Linked DNA regions of Nomascus leucogenys: region 2 is linked to region 1. Evidence: chromatin contacts called from public Hi-C data. All regions are on one chromosome and are shown on one strand. The core of a region is the stretch at or near the end of the contact, and the rest is flanking DNA. Distances in the headings are between cores, read along the strand shown. Region 1 holds the start of CD82 (CD82 antigen). Region 2 overlaps CD82 (CD82 antigen).

Evidence for each region. A called contact is a pair of places that touch in the nucleus more often than the background predicts.
Region 2: a contact with region 1 is called in a Hi-C map of a lymphoblastoid cell line, with 5 times the contacts expected there. The contact joins the enhancer-like site here to the promoter of CD82 in region 1. A contact is called at or near these places in 2 of 4 Hi-C or Micro-C datasets (both in a lymphoblastoid cell line).

The regions. Positions count from the first base shown.
Region 1 is chr15:104,421,301-104,424,561 of Asia_NLE_v1, forward strand. It overlaps CD82 (CD82 antigen), which reads left to right and starts at 1,758. Exons shown (of 10, transcript XM_012505931.2): 1 at 1,758-1,891.
Region 2 is chr15:104,468,666-104,471,926 of Asia_NLE_v1, forward strand. The region is part of intron 6 of CD82 (CD82 antigen); the gene reads left to right. Among named protein-coding and RNA genes, the nearest start is that of CD82, 47 kb to the left of the region's middle. Within about 2 kb of position 1,751, the one cell type or tissue checked has an H3K27ac peak away from gene starts, as active enhancers do. A contact at or near this core is called in a lymphoblastoid cell line, where this site is marked.

The DNA of each region.
Region 1 (3,261 bases), core at 508-3,007:
GATTCCCCAGCCTCACTTTTCTGACTTGGTGTGGGAATTCTATGAAGGAGACCTTTTGCTGAAAAGAGAACATTTTCTGAGCATGTATGGTATTCAAACAGTGGGCCAAATACTTTATGAATGCTGTCACATGTAATCTTCAACAGCCACTGTCACGATCGGTATGATTGTTATGGCTCTTTTTATTATTATTTCCTGTTTAAGGGCTCATCCCAGAGAGGTTAAGTATCTTGCCTTGTCCTGGGTTTAAAAAGCAACCAGGAAGCTACCTAGGTCTGTGTGATTCTCAGACCACCCTGACTTCTTCACAGTTTGCTCAACGGTGGTTCATGCTTGAATGTGATTCAGAATCACCTGGAGGCCTTATTAAAACCAATTGGCCCACAGTATTCCATTCAGTAGGTTGGGATGGGGCTTCAAAATACGCATTCGTAACAAGTTCCCAGATGATGGTGCTCCTGGTTCAAGGACCACGCTGTGAGAACTACACTGATGGGCTGGGATCCAGCTCCCGCCCTTACTCCACTCATACAAAGTGCTCATAATCATACCCTCCCACAATGGTGTGTTGCGAGATGACAATGTGATAACGGAAGTGAAAGAGCTTTGTCAGCTGCACAGGTGAATGCCCCTGGTCATTAACCAGGTAATCTGCCTCAGGCTAGTCCCCTGGAGCCTGGGAGGGCAGAGGGCTGGGACGCAGGGTGGGCACCGCAGCCACCTAGAGAGCTCTTGCAGCCCACCTCAATTTTGGGCCTTTTCTTCAGGGAGAAAGCCAGCTTTGAGGACTTAGGCCCACAGCCCCTCCTGCCACTCTTCTCATCAACCCACACCTCCTCCCTCACCTCAGACAACTGCTGGGCACTGCCCCAGCACTGACTGTCCTGGGCTACTTCCCCAGGGGCCAGTCCAGGCAAGCTGGGGCACAGCTCAAGCCTGTGACTCAGGACCTGAGGCTGGACCCCGCTCACGCCCGCCTCCATGAGATTCAGAGCCCGCGACTTCCCTTCTCTGAGCCTTAAACTGCACATTAGTAAAATAGGCGCAACGAGCGTACCCACGAGTTGTGGGAATTCAAGGGCTAGAACTGTATACAGCGCTTGGCATAGAGCCTGGCCCCTGGCAAGGATTCAATCAATGGTAGTCAGTATTTTCAAAAAGTTCCTGGGCCCAGCCCGCCTCCTGATAGAGGCCCCGACTTGGGACACAAACCGCTCCCACGCCGTTCCCCCGCTGCACCCGGATACACCCGCCCTGGAATGCCAGCGTGGGGGCCCCAGGGCTACCCGCCCCGAGCTGAGAGGGGCAGGGCAGGGCAGGATTAGGAAGGCGCTGAGCCCGGGCTGGGGCGGGGAGGGGGGGTGGCCTCACCCTACTAGGCCGGGGGATGGGGTGGGCCCGAAGGAGAAAGTGAAGGAGGCGGGGGCGCTGGGGGGGCCCGGGAAGAGACCGTGAGGACGAGGTAGGCGGGAGCTGGGCGGGACCGTTAGGCAGCGCCGTGAGTGGACAGGGCTGGAGAGGGGCGGCCTTCATCCCCCGTGTAACCTGGGGGCGGGGCTGCCGGGATAGAGGAGAAACGCCGTAGCGGGGCGGGGCCTCAGCTCCAGCGGGGCCCGGCGGAGGGGCTGGTCGAGGTAGGGCCATAGTGGGCGGGGCCTGGCCGGCGGGAGAGCACCGCCTTCCCAAAGGGCTCGGGGGCGGGGCTGGCGGAGGGGCGCCGAGGGGGCGTGTCCTCTGGGGGGCGGGGCCTGCCGAGTCCGCGGCGTTCCCCGGCTGCAGCCGGGAGAGGGCCGAGGAGTGACCGAGCCCAGGGCTACGCAGTTCGACGCCGACTGAGGCACGAGCGGGTGACGCTGGGCCTGCAGCGCGGAGCAGAAAGCAGAACCAGCAGGTGAGCAAGGGGGCAGCGGGCCGGGGGAGCCTGCCGGACAACCAGAGGCAAAGTTAGTTTTGGCCCCCGCTTCTGCGGTCCGGCTCGGACAGCTTTCCTCGGGACTAGTGACAGGTCGGGGCAGCTGGTGGGTGAAAAGGAGCTTTAGCCCCCAGTCCTGAACCCCGCAGTTCTCACACTCGGCCGTGCACCAGCTGCGTGATCCTGGGTCCGTCCCTCTACCCGGCTCTGGACCTCCCGGATTCCAGCAGGAGGAAGTGAACCAGGTGAATTCCATGCTCCCGTTGCCCTTTCTCACTTAAAACGCCGGAAGGTGAGAGCTGGCAGGTGAGAGCAGGCTGCAGGTCGCCACAGGTGTTCCCATCGCGTTGCCCTCTGCAGTTTTTCTCCCTGCAAAATGGGACTGAGAGAAGCGAATTGCTTTAAAGACTGCACTGGTTCCTCGGTTGGGGCTCTAACCCACGAACCCAGGGGAAGAGGCGGCCAAAGCAGGGAGGTTCCGTTTCCCGCCTCACCTGCTTCCCACCAATTCTAACATTTCAACTGAGCCGGACCCCCTAAGACTTCAAGTTGGAAACTCAGTGGGGCTTTTCCAGGTGAGCTGGCCTGAGCAGGAGGCTGGAAACTGGGGAACAGTTCTTACACTGGTGAGTGGGGGAGAGAAGGGAAAACCCCACCAATCCTTGGGCCCACGGTCAAGCCCAGGGCCCCAGGGGCCCTTGCAGCGTACCCAGGGTTAATTTCTTGGCTGACGGGTTCTGTTCCTGGAGGTGGTGGGTGCTCTGTGCTGGGCCCCAGTAGCGGGGCAGCGTAGTTCTGTGGTCAAGGGCTTGGGCTGTGGGATCAAACTGATTTGGATTCCATTCCCCCTCCAAACTTCAGTTTCCTCACCTGTAAAATGGGGATAATGACAATATCCAATGGCAGGAGCAAGCACTAAATAGAATGGTGTGTATACATTACTTAGCAAGGCGCCAGGAAACCAGTGAGACCTCCCTCTGTGACAGCTGCTTTAATGCGGCTGGGCAGGTGATGGGCTTGCTTCCTGTGGGGAATGAGCCGTTTTTTTTGGAGAGATGGGGTTGGCTACAGCCCCTCCTGACCTTGTGAGAGCCAGAAATTGCCACCTGCCACCAACATCACTCTATTTGAGGGATGAGGACTGTGTCATCTTGAACAAAGAGTGGCTGAGTTTTCTGTAATGTTGCTTGAGGTTGGCGAGTGTTGAGTTAAATAAGTCTAAAACTGTTTACTGAGCACCTACTATATGCTAGAGAGAGCTAGAGGGTACAGAGGTGAACTAGCCAGGCCTGAGTTGCTGACAATGAGGGCTCCCCCATCCCTACCATGTCCCTGGAGAGAGGATCAGT
Region 2 (3,261 bases), core at 501-3,000, 47 kb after region 1:
CGGAGGGAGATCATGAATGTCTGCTCCTGCTACCTCCCTGTCCTTTTTGTCTCAGTAGCTACCTGGTTGCCAGGGTGACCTCCCTGCACTCCCAGCACAGGCCCCCTGAGCATCAGCTCCAAGCTGAACCGGCCCCTGTGGCCATGGTCCCCATGGCCCGGGTGTGTCCCTCAACCACATTCTGGACTGCAAGATGTTGTGGTGTTTCCATGGAAACCACCTGTCTAGGTGGAAACCACCCAGCTTCCATCACCTTCTCATTTCAGGGGGCCTGGGAGAGAAACAGGGAAGTCCAGGCTGCTGTGACAACCATGCTGGGGTTTAAACAGAGCCTCAGTGCAACATGTCGTGAGGAAGCTGGGTGGGTGGGGAAGGATGTGGGAGAGGCAGCTTTCCGCACAGATGCTTCTAGAGAACCCCTCCTTTCCACACCGTGGGGATCACCCACCCACTGGGGTTGAGAGGTGGACCCGAGATGTCATATCGCCTGGCAGACAGCCCCAGCTATGTGACTCAGGCAAACCACTTAGCTTTTCTGGGCCCTGGTTAAAACTGGGTATGGCCGTGTGGTTTAAATGCCAATAAAGCTTAATAGGTAAAAACGTGGGTTCTGAAATCAGCCAAGCCTGTGTGCAAACCTCACTTCTTCCACATGTTGGCTGTGTGACTTTGGGCAAGTTAATTAACCTCTCTGGGTTTGTTTTCTGTATCTCTATAATGAGGGAATGGGGTGAATACCTAGGCCATAGGTCTGCTGTGAAGATTCAGTTGAGATAATACATTTAAAGTGCTTACCACAGCACCAGGTACATAGCAAACATTTGATAAAAGTTAGCCACTATTAGTGTTGTGATTAATTACTGACAGGAAAGCTTTGTAAATTGCAGGACTCTGTATAAGGGCTTTTTTTTTTTTTTTTTTTTTTTTTTTTTTAATATCATGCTGAGAGCTTTACTGAGAGAAGGGCAGGGAGCATCATCAGAGGCTGGTTTCCCAGCATTAATTTTTTTTTTTTTTTTTGAGACAGAGTCTCGCTCTGTTGCCCAGGCTGGAGTGCAGTGGCATGATCTCGGCTCACTGCAACCTCCGCCTCTCGGGTTCAAGCGATTCTTCTGTCTCAGTCTCCTGAGTAGCTGGGACTACAGGCGTACTGCCATCACACCCAGCTAATTTTTTATACTTTTTTTTAGTGGAGATGGGGTTTCACAATGTTAGTCAGGATGGTCTCAATCTCCTGAGCTCGTGATCTGCCCACCTTGGCCTCCCAAAGTGCTGGAATTACATACGTGAGCCACCATGGCCAGCCCCAGCATTAATTTAACCAAGGGAGCTGGGTGGGGAGCCAGGGCTGCAGGTGCATCTGCAGGATATGTGTTCTCTGAGCACAGTGTTCATTCAAGGACTGCCCATGGGGAGCTGCCGGAAGCCCCGCCAACAGGGTTCCCTGGGAGTCAGGCTCTGAAACCCCACCTGGAAGTACCTGTCCCATTTCTCCCAATTCTTCCCTCTCAGGAACCAAGGTGGGAAGGTGTGTGGCCTTCTCCTTGGCATCCCTGCCTTCTAGGGTCCCTCGCCCCCACTGCCATGACCAGTCCAACCATGCATTTGCCCTGGAAGGCCTCGGGGCAAGGTCCACGTGAGAGGCTAGGTGGAGCCAGGCAGGGGCTGGCTCTCCGAGGCTCCCCTCCCACCCAGGCCTGCTTATCACCGAGGGAGGCCCTGCCCTCAGCAGGCCCTGGGTTTGCCTCCCTTTGCACAGCTGACTTATTTAGAAACCCCTCTTATGCCTGCTTTGTAAATCAGTGTTTTCTCTGTGGGGTTAGCTGCGAGCAGGTGCTGCTCTCCACCACAAGGAGGGACCCTTAATTCCTGAGCAGGGTGAGGACCAGCATAGGCAAGATGTAGATTTGGGCCAGGCGAGGTGGCTCAGGCCTGTAATCCCAGCACATTGGGAGGCTGAGGCTGGATCACTTGAGGTCAGGAGTTCGAGACCAGCCGGGGCAACATGGCGAGACCCTGTCCCTACTAAAAATACAAAAATTAGCCGGGCATGGTGACTCGTGCCTGTAGCCCCAGCTACCTGGGAGGCTGAAGTGGGAGGATTGCTTAACCCCAGGAGGCAGAAGTTGCAGTGAGCTGAGATCCTGCCACTGCCCTCCAACCTGGGTGACAGGGAGACCCTGTCTCAAAAAAACAAAACAAAACAAAAAGTGAGATGTTTTTGGAGCTCTGGGGCAAGCAGCGAGGTCCCAGAAAGGCAACTGACCTCATGCTCTGGCTGGCTGGCACTGCGGGCTTGGGACTTGGGAAGGGGTGAGGGAGGATCTTTTCTGTTTTGTTTTGTTGTTTGTTTTCTTTTTTTGTTTGTTTTTTGAGATGGACTGTTACTGTGTCACCCAGGCTGGAGTGCAGTGGTGCGATCTCAACTCACTGCAACCTCCACCCCCTGGGTTCAAGCAATTCTCCTGCCTCAGCCTCCTGAGTAGCTGGGATTACAGGCGCCCACCACCATGACTGCATAGAGGGAGGATCTTTTGACCATATAGTTGATCCCGAAGTTCCAGGTCCCCCAGTCTTGGGGCCCCCCTCCAGGCATCTACCCTGCTGTCTTGGGGGCCCTGTTTGGAGAGGCTGCACTCTGGTCCTTGGAGGAAGGAAGCTGAGCTGGGCTTTCCTCCCTGTCCCTCCTTCTCCCTGAAGTTGCCCTGTGGGAGGTGTAAGGATTCACCAAGAAGTTGCATGGGTCTGGCTCTGGTGCCTGGCAGACCGTGGTGATTAGGTGTGCATTCAGCATTCAGCATTCATGTACCCCGCACACCTGTTCTGTGCCAGGCTTGGTGCTAGCCACGGGGGACCCTGTAGTGAGCGTGCCAGATGTGGTCCCTGCCCCCACGGAGCTGATGTGCTAGTGGAGAGAGATGATAAGCCCTGAACACCAACAAGCATGTAACGTCAGTGCTCTAAAGAAAAATACAGCGTGCTTTCCCTTGTGGGATAAGGGAGGCCGGGGAGGGGTGGTTGATTGGTTGGGGGAGAGGGGATGGGGAAGGGCTGATATTTTGTAGAGTGGTCTGGTAAGGCCTTTCTGAGGAGGTGACATTGGAGCAGAGCCCTGAAGGAAGCAGAGGGTGAGCCATGTTAATGTCTAGGGGAAGAGCATTCCAGGCGGTGGGAACAGCACGTGCAAAGGCCCCAAGGCAGGAGCGTGCCTGGCATGAAGACAGCACGGAAATCTACTCAGTTGAAGCAGAGGGAGGAAGA